Linked DNA regions of Mus musculus: regions 2 and 3 are each linked to region 1. A link is a contact called in public Hi-C and HiChIP or PLAC-seq data. All regions are on one chromosome and are shown on one strand. The core of a region is the stretch at or near the end of the contact, and the rest is flanking DNA. Distances in the headings are between cores, read along the strand shown.

Evidence for each region. A called contact is a pair of places that touch in the nucleus more often than the background predicts. HiChIP or PLAC-seq counts read pairs in DNA pulled down with a chosen protein or histone mark.
Region 2: a contact with region 1 is called in an H3K27ac HiChIP or PLAC-seq map of embryonic stem cells, with 5 read pairs. The contact joins two enhancer-like sites. A contact is called at or near these places in 1 of 39 promoter capture datasets (macrophages), 2 of 484 Hi-C or Micro-C datasets (liver and nephron progenitors), 3 of 115 datasets of contacts at active chromatin or transcription factors (embryonic stem cells and pancreatic cancer cells) and 2 of 9 other capture datasets (adipose tissue and liver).
Region 3: a Hi-C map of embryonic stem cells shows a contact between it and region 1, with 2.1 times the contacts expected there. The contact joins two enhancer-like sites. A contact is called at or near these places in 2 of 15 datasets of contacts at CTCF or cohesin (large pre-B cells and pro-B cells), 9 of 484 Hi-C or Micro-C datasets (bone marrow-derived macrophages, embryonic stem cells and pre-B cells) and 3 of 115 datasets of contacts at active chromatin or transcription factors (all in embryonic stem cells).

Annotation. Positions count from the first base shown.
Region 1 is chr9:70,175,487-70,178,402 of GRCm38.p6, reverse strand. No RefSeq gene overlaps it. Among named protein-coding and RNA genes, the nearest start is that of Gm39476, 17 kb to the right of the region's middle. Within about 2 kb of position 1,257, at least 2 of the 459 cell types and tissues checked have an H3K27ac peak or open chromatin away from gene starts, as enhancers often do. A contact at or near this core is called in embryonic stem cells, where this site is marked.
Region 2 is chr9:70,046,741-70,049,440 of GRCm38.p6, reverse strand. No RefSeq gene overlaps it. Among named protein-coding and RNA genes, the nearest start is that of Gcnt3, 10 kb to the right of the region's middle. Within about 2 kb of position 1,445, at least 74 of the 459 cell types and tissues checked have an H3K27ac peak or open chromatin away from gene starts, as enhancers often do. A contact at or near this core is called in embryonic stem cells, where this site is marked.
Region 3 is chr9:70,391,269-70,394,140 of GRCm38.p6, reverse strand. All of the region lies in intron 26 of Myo1e (myosin IE), which reads right to left. Among named protein-coding and RNA genes, the nearest start is that of Mir5626, 13 kb to the left of the region's middle. Within about 2 kb of position 1,375, at least 28 of the 459 cell types and tissues checked have an H3K27ac peak or open chromatin away from gene starts, as enhancers often do. A contact at or near this core is called in embryonic stem cells, where this site is marked.

The DNA of each region.
Region 1 (2,916 bases), core at 8-2,507:
TAGAACCAGCTGTCTCAAGTTCCTGCATCTGTGACTTTCCTGCAGCGATGAACTGTAACCTGGAATTGTGAGCCAAATAAACTGTTTCCTTCCCAAAGTTGCTTCTGACAGGTGATTTCATTCCAGCAACAGGAATGAAACTAGGACACCTCCTAATTATGTATTCTTGAATTATCTACTGCAAACAATGCTGCTGTAAATATTCTCCTTACTAGCCAAGAAGAGAATCTTCTAGAAGAGTACACTTAAGAGTAAAACAGCAGCTAAGGTACAACTCAGGTGGTACTCTGGATACTGGGAGCCAAACTGGGGTCCTTTCCAAGAGCAGTACCTACCCTTAACCAACTAGCCATCTCTCTAGTCCCCTTTTGTTTGTTTTTGATGCTGATAATCAGTAAATGTTCCTTATACAGCCTGGATGTGAAGTCATCATTGGTTATAGGTGTTGCAAACAACTGGCCTATCACATGTCTGTTAGCTTCATGATGTCATGCGCAATAAAAATCCTTGCTATTTTCCAGAGTCAAAATCAGAATTATTTTTTCCCAAGGTTTATACACTCCAGGCTCACAGCCACCTGTAGGTCCAGTTCCAGGGGATCCCACATCTTCTGACCCCCGTGGGCACTTGCACTTGTGTCCACATAAGCACATATAGATTTGTTTAGGAAAGTCTTCTACGATTGGTGTCACAAAAATATCCCGTTTTTTTTTTTTTGTTGTTGTTAGTTTTTATTTTATCTTTTATGTAAGGTCTTTTGATCATTTATCCAATCAGAGAAAAGAGCAGGCTGAGCTTGAACTCACAGAGACTGCCTCTGCCTCTGCCTCTGCCTCTGCCCCCCCCCCCCGCCCCTGCCCCCCACATTGCCCCCGCAGCCCTCCCCCATCGCCTCCGCCTCTGCCTCAAGAGCTTGGAACAAAGGCCTGTGCCACTATGTCTGATCAGTTTTGTTGTTGTTGTTGTTGTTTTCTTGTTTTTAAACCAAAAAGCCTAGGCTGGCCTCCACAAACTTGACAAATAACTGAAAATGGCTTCGAACTCAATCCTCCTGGCTCTCCTCAGGACTTTTGTTTCTCAGTCTTAAATGTTTGAACAGAACCCCTGTGTCTCAGTACAGCCACCAAAGACCAACACACTTCAACTTTCCCTGTCACATGCTGAAATAGTCTAAAGAAACAAAACAGTTCAGGAGAGCCTCTAGGTCAGTGGTTCTCACCTCCCGAGTGGTCCTATTCTTGAATACAGTTCCTCCTGCTGTGGCGACCTCATCCACAACATCGCTTTTGTTGCTATGTCAGAACTGTAATTTTGCAGTGTTATGGATTGTAATGTAAATATCTGTGTTTTCCTGTGGTCTCAGGTGACTCCTGTGAAGGGATCTCTTGACCTCCCCCTCAGGGGTCAAGACTCACAGGTTGAAAACTGCTGTTAGGTCAAGTGCAAAACAAAGCCCAAGGTCCAGAAGAAACTTCCATGGGTCAGATTTTCATGAGAGTCAAAGAAACAAAGTCTAAATACCTGTTTCTCTTCAAGAAGAGGTAAAAGGCAGCTGGTGGGGGCTGAAGTGGAAAATAAGAAAAGTCCCCATGGTGAAGAGATTCCTTCCATCAGTTTCTGGAAACCTGCAATCCTTCCTGTCCTTCCAGGGTAGACTTTGTATAAGTCACTAACAAACACCTGTGATGTATCTTTGGGCTAGGCTCACTGAAACTGTTACCAGAGCTGTTAGGGTCAAAGACTGTTAGGGTCATGGCGTCCCTAACAAGCTAGGCCTAGTTCCACATCCTCAATGTGCCAATTGAAAAGACAGAAACAGTAAGAAGCTAAGAAGGGAGATGTGTTTATTCAGAGGAAGAACAAAGGGACCTCGTGACACTCTTCCCCCACCTCCTTCCCCAGCATCCTACATGAGGCTTCAACTTGAATGGAAAGTAGGAAGAATGCAGAACTAAGCCATCCCAGGCAAGGAAGGTGTGGTCTCGCCCATCACCAACCCATCACCTGTCTCTCCTGTACCATAGTCTGACAATCCTGGGGGACAAGTTCCTCCTCTGCCTGGTAGCAGGCTCCAGCCTTCACCTCCTACTATGGTGAGACATCTGAGAGTGAGGAATTAGTTCCCTGGGGACCATTCAATAAGTCTGATACCTAAAGGGAGGATCACAAGTGTATCTATTTAGAATATCTACACTCTCCACAAGGTTGTCTCTTTTAGAAGTTCTCCTAGCCATTCAAAGATTTATAGCTCTCCAGTTCAATTGTAGAATCGATTTGCCCAGACATTTTGCTGGCCCCTACACTGTGGCACCCCACCCACAATGTCAGCACTTGTGAGGTAGAGGTAGAGGATCAGGAGTTCCAAGATTATCATTGGCTACACATAACACACACACACGCACACACACACACACACACACACACACACACACACACACACACGTGCGCGGACACTCTCACACACCACCACAACCACCATCACCATCACAACAACAACAACAAAACAAAAACCCCAACTTGCTACAAATTTAAAATTTCACTTACATATAATTTCAGGAGAAATTATATCTTTTTAAAACTCTAGAATTCAGAGAGAGCTGGGCTCAGGCCATGCCTATCAGCAGAGTCTGTTTCTTCTATAAAGGAACACTCCTGACCAACACTCCTGCCTGTGAATCTCTGACTCCCTACTAGACTCCTCGGGTGTGCAGGGATTCCTAGAGAAGGGCAGGGCCACTCTCACTTCTCCAAGGAAGTCCAGCTGTGTTCTGCCATTCTTCCATTTTCTCAGAGTCCCACATTCCTTCTTGGTAATGCAAGATACCCTCCTCCCCTTCTACCCCCATGAAATAAAAGACAGTCTGACTACAGGAGACACCCCCTTCCTCTGAAACATAACAAAGGGATCCCAATTCT
Region 2 (2,700 bases), core at 196-2,695, 130 kb after region 1:
GCAGCTGTCTCTCAGGCTCAGAGTCACAGGTTTGGTTTTTGCACATGACAGGAGTGGAAATCTAGAAAGAGTACAGGCACTCTCTTTCCGAGCCTTGGACAGAGGGCCTTGCAAAAGCTAGGAAAGTGATCTAGCCCTGAGCTATCTAGCCCCTGTCCAAGAACTCACACTTGTAGAGGTGACTAATCCTGCTTGGCACACAGAGGGTCTCCTGGAATGACACTGGGCTCCAAGCCTGGATATTATTGGGTTCCTCATTTATTTCCTTTCGGAAAGTACACAGTAGACCAAGGTCTCACTCACAGGCATGAAAAATGGGGTGCTAGCTAACAAGAGGCTTTCTGGCTCCAGTCAACATCCCGCAGTGATCCTTCCTGCTTCCCCCTTGGAAAACTTTGGTACCTGCCCCTGGTTGGTTTCCTGCCTCACCCCACCCCACCCGGCCCACATAACCCATCCTTTATCCTGCCTGCTCTTTCCTTCTGTTTCCCTTCAGCCCCCTGACCTCCCAGTTGCACTTTGGTTTTTTTTAGATTTTCCTTTGTCATGTGTATGAATGTTTCACTCGCATGTCTATCCATGTACCACTTGTGCCTGGTGCAGGAGGAGGTCAGAGAAGGGCAATGGATCCCTGAGCCTCCCTGTGGGTGCTGGGAATCGAACCTGCATCCTCTGGAAGAGGAGCCAGCAATCTTAACCACTGAGCCACCTCACCTGGCCCTTCCAGTTGCACTTCTGTTTTCCTTTGCTAACAGCACTGTCTAGCTGTTTCCCTCCCCCTCCTCCTTGTCCTTCTCCTGTTTCTTCTCCTCCTCCTCTTCCTTCTTCTCTTTCTTCACATTCTCCTTCCTTATTCTTCTCCCACAGAGAACCAGCAATCAAGTTAATCAAATGTTCCACCCAACCTGTGTTGTAACAGCTCAGTGCTTGCCTCGTGCCTTTATTTTCTTGAGCACAGGTCACAATACGCTTTCTGTCACCCTCCCTGCAAGCTGGAAAGTAATTAGAGCCCACGACAGTGTCTTGCTTAACCAGCAGACAAGGTGCTCTTTCAGTTTGGCCAAAAGAAACTAGTTCCTAGCGGGGGAAATAAAATCTTTTAAGGCAATTAAGATCGATTTGTTTGCTTTCTTTGCTATGGACATGATTATCAAGATCACTGGTCGCATGCGTGTGGGTTTCTTTTTTTCCTTTCCACCCTGTGAGTCCTGGGGTTTAAACTCAGGTCATTGCCTTGGCAGCAAGCTGCTCCATGGAGTCGGCTGTCCAGGGCTTGTTCATTCTCTCATTTGAGGTAGGGTCTCAGACTATAGTCCAGATTCATCTGAAACTTGATGCCTCAAAAATTCCAGCAATCCTGATTCACCCTCTGGAATGCAGGGACTGCATGTACAAGGCACCACACCTGGCTGAAGTGCATTTCAACCTTTCTTCCTCCAGGGCTGGGCAGGGCACATCCGTTTAAACAATTACACATTTCACCCAAGGCAATGAGGATGAGGCCAGCAAGACTACTTCCAAGCTGATTTGTGGGCTGAGGGTGAAGTTTAGAGACAGAGCATTTAGAGGCCCTGGATTTGATCCCCAGTATCATACGTGCATGTGCACACACAGACACACACACATACATGTGCACACACACATATGCATGTGCACACACACACACATGCAGACACACACATGTGCATATGCGCACATAGACACACAAACACACACATACACACACAAACACACACACACACACGTGCACTGCATTGCCTGAGGTGAACCCATTACATGGAGCTCTGTCATTTTCTACAAGTCACTTTCTTCCCTTACACAATTCACCTTTAATGGTAGAGACAGATGCCTGCCTATAGCCTAGGCAAGAGGCCACTAGTGGAAGTACAAACTACCCAGCAGCTCAAAGGAGGCAGACGGAGAGATACTGGCTCAAGAGCAGGTCCAGCGTTCAGAAAGAACCTGACCATTACCAGGAACTAACAAAAGTACCCATGGGGATCTGCAACCCTATAGGTGGAACAACATTATGAACTAACCAGTACCCTGGAGCTCTTGACTCTAGCTGCATATGCATCAAAAGATGGCCTAGTCGGCCATCACTGGAAAGAGAGGCCCATTGGACACGCAAACTTTATATGCCCCAGTACAGGGGAACACCAGGGCCATAAAAGGGGAGTGGGTGGGTAGGGGAGAGGGGGTGGGTGGCTATGGGGGACTTTTGGTATAGCATTGCAAATGTAAATGAGCGAAATACCTAATAAAAAATGGAAAAAAAAAAAAGTACCCATGGGGACAAAGAAAAAAACAAATCAACACAAAACAAAAACAAAAACGAGCCTTTGAAGGTGAGGCAGTGTCGGTAGGCCTGCGGTCTGGCAATCCTTTCCCTCCAGCTGTCTGCTGGGCTGTCTTGTGCCCGTCAGGTATGGGCCTCAGTACCAGTTCTCCTTGGATGCCCTCCAGACTCTCTACTCTCCCATGGAGACAATTTAGGTCCCAGGGTCACAGGAGCCCTTGCTCCTTTTGGTACTTCTCACACTATTCTGGTTTGAATATAAACTGTGCCGCTCCCCACCTCCACAAGTGTCTAAGCATATGTCCCCATAAGCTAGCCCTGTTCTGAAGGGTTGTGGGGCATTTTGTCACTGTGGCCTAGCTCTCAGAAGTGGGTCTCTAGGGGATGGCACGAAAGGTGTT
Region 3 (2,872 bases), core at 126-2,625, 220 kb before region 1:
AGAAAGCTGCTCACAACGGAGCTCAACAAGATGATAGAAGATCATCAGTACCTAGGGAGCTCGAGGTATAGTATGGCTCAGTAGACTGAGCACATGCCTGGCATGTATAAAATCTGGGGCTCAAGTCCCAGCACTGCATAAACCAAGTGGTGCATGGCCATCATCCATAATAAAACACTGGGGAGGTAGAGGCAGGAAGATCAGAAGTTCAAGGTCATCTTTGGCTACATAGTGAGTTTAAGGCTCGGCCAGCCTGGGCTATATGAGACATTGTCTCAAATAACCAACTTCAAACAAACAAACAAACAACATCAAAGTCACACACCATCGGTTCTATGTCCAAGTATTAGCAAAGATAAACTCAAAGCTGAGACTGAGGTGAGCGAGATGACTCAGCGGGGGAAGGTGCTTTGCCACGAGGCCTAATGCCCTGAGTTTAGTCTTCAGGACCCACACCACATGGTAAAAAGAGAGAACGGATTCCCTAAAGGTGTTCTCTAACTGCCACACATGTGCTGTGGTCCCTCCATGCACTACACTGATAAGTAAGTGTAACTAAAAAGAAAATGAAATTAAGAAAATGATCACATTAATAACATGAGTATAATACTTAATAATAAATGAGTTTTTATAAATAAAATGTCTATAACCAGCCAACATAGATACGTAGATTGTTAGTGAGGTGGGACAGTGTTGAGGGGAAAGTTTCTTTTTTTCCTCTTTCTCTCTCTCTTTCTCTTTCTTTCTTTCTTTCTTTCTTTCTTTCTTTCTTTCTTCCTTTCTTTCTTTCTTTCTTTCTTTCTTTTTTTCATGTGTGTATGTATCCCTGGCTGCCCTGAAACTCATTCTGTAGACAAGGCTAGCCTCGATCCACTTGCCTCCAGAGGGCTGGGATTAAAGTTATGCCTTGTGTGTCGGAAGGTTTTATGAGGAGGGAAGAATTCTAAAATTAGATTATGGCCATTGTGCACAACTTTGTCAATACACTAAAATTATAATACTGGGCATTTCAAATGGATTGATTCTATCTCCATAAAGCTTCTCTTGAATCAGTTGGTAGGGCAAGGGTTATACAATGCATAGTTGAACCTTGGAAAGGCCCAGGCCTTGTATGCTGGGAGCTGCTGAACGTGTCCCAAGAAGCAGGGGAACTGCTCAAACACCTGCCTCTCTTTTATTGTTCATTACGGTTTTAAGACAGGGTCTATACTTGAATTCAGTGTGCAGTAAGGAATCTATGCAGATGAAGAGCTGACTGACGCCTGGGTTTAGCAGTCTAGGGACCTGGAAGCATCACAGAGCACAGCCAGTCACAACACAACTGCCATTACCCAGGCTAGGCTAGAAAGAGCCCCCAAGCCTCCAGAACCCAGCCGATCTCTAGTGTCACTAGGTGGCGATCCTGTGTAATAAATATGGAGAACTAATGGCTTTCAACACACTGCCAGAAATTGATTAATGAGGTCGTTTAGGTACCACTCCCAGCCAGAGTGACTGCCAACTCAGTGCAGAAGGGCCACTGAGCAGAGCTGGCTCCGTCCTCAGCAGAGCGGATGGCAGAGACTTTCAGGAACTGTGTCAACGACTTGTGAAACAGTCATTAAAAGCCAAATCTTACCAACTTACAATTAAATTAGCAAACGAAATAAGCAAGCTTCATCCCATCCCATCCCCCACCCCGTCCCCTTCTGTCCCCCTCCCCAGTCCCACACACTTTCTGAGTAGCCATGCTGGTGGCTCAGCCTGACCTGGCTATGGTGTGTATATTTACTATGTATCCTAGTTTGCTGCCCGTTGCTGCCATGAAACACTGACAGAAGCAAGTTGCTCTGGCTGTGCTTTATTACAAAGGGAAGTCAGGGCAGGAACTCAAGGCAAGACCCAAGCGAAGACCATGGAAGAATACTGCTTACCAGCTCGCTCACTTGGCTTTCTCATACAATTCAGGACCCACCCACCTAGGAGTATACTGCCTGCCGACATCAGTCCGTAAGGAAATGCTCCACAGGCTTGCCTCCAAGGAAAATCTGATAGCAGCAATTTCTCAGTTGAGGTCTGTCTTCCCAGATAACCCTAGCTTGTGTCAAGTTGACAAAAAAGGAAGCCATTTAACCCCAGGAACTGGCAACTGTTGCAATTTAGGCATTTTTGTTTAGTTTTATTACTCCCTGCTGCTCAGGAGACCAGACCCTTCCTGAATTCACCCTCATGGAAAATGCTTTCCTAGGCTGGAGAGATGACTCAGCAGTTAAGAGCACTCGCTGTTCCTGCAGAGAACCCTGATTTGGTTCCCAGCACCCACATAGTGACTCACAACTGTAATGCTAGTTCTGCTTTTTTTCTGGCTTTTGAGAACACTAGGCACATACACGATGCACAGACACACCTCCAGGCAAAATATCTTTACACATGAAAAGATAAAAATGAAAATTGGAAAATGCTTTTCTGAGCCGGGCTCGACAGCATACACCTGTAATTCTAGCACTTGGGGAGGCTGAGGCAGGACAATCTCATCTCCGTGAGCTCAAGGCCAGACTGAGATGGACATAATACATCTGGATCCAGATATCAAATAAAAAAAAAAACCAGCAGGCTGTCCCTCCATTTGTTTTGAACTGTCTGTGCAATTTTGGGTAATTTTGGCCCCTCTGCTATTTTGTGTTGTTTGTATTTCTAATATCCACCCCACCCCCCACCCCCAGCAACACACACACACACACACACACACACACACACACACACACTCGAGGATTGAGAACTGTGTTATAAAGACAGAGCCTTCACTGGGACAATGGAGACAACACCGAGAATGTCAGTTTCATAATAAAGTTGCAACCCTGCTGATATGTCAACAGTCCAAGTTACTTTATCT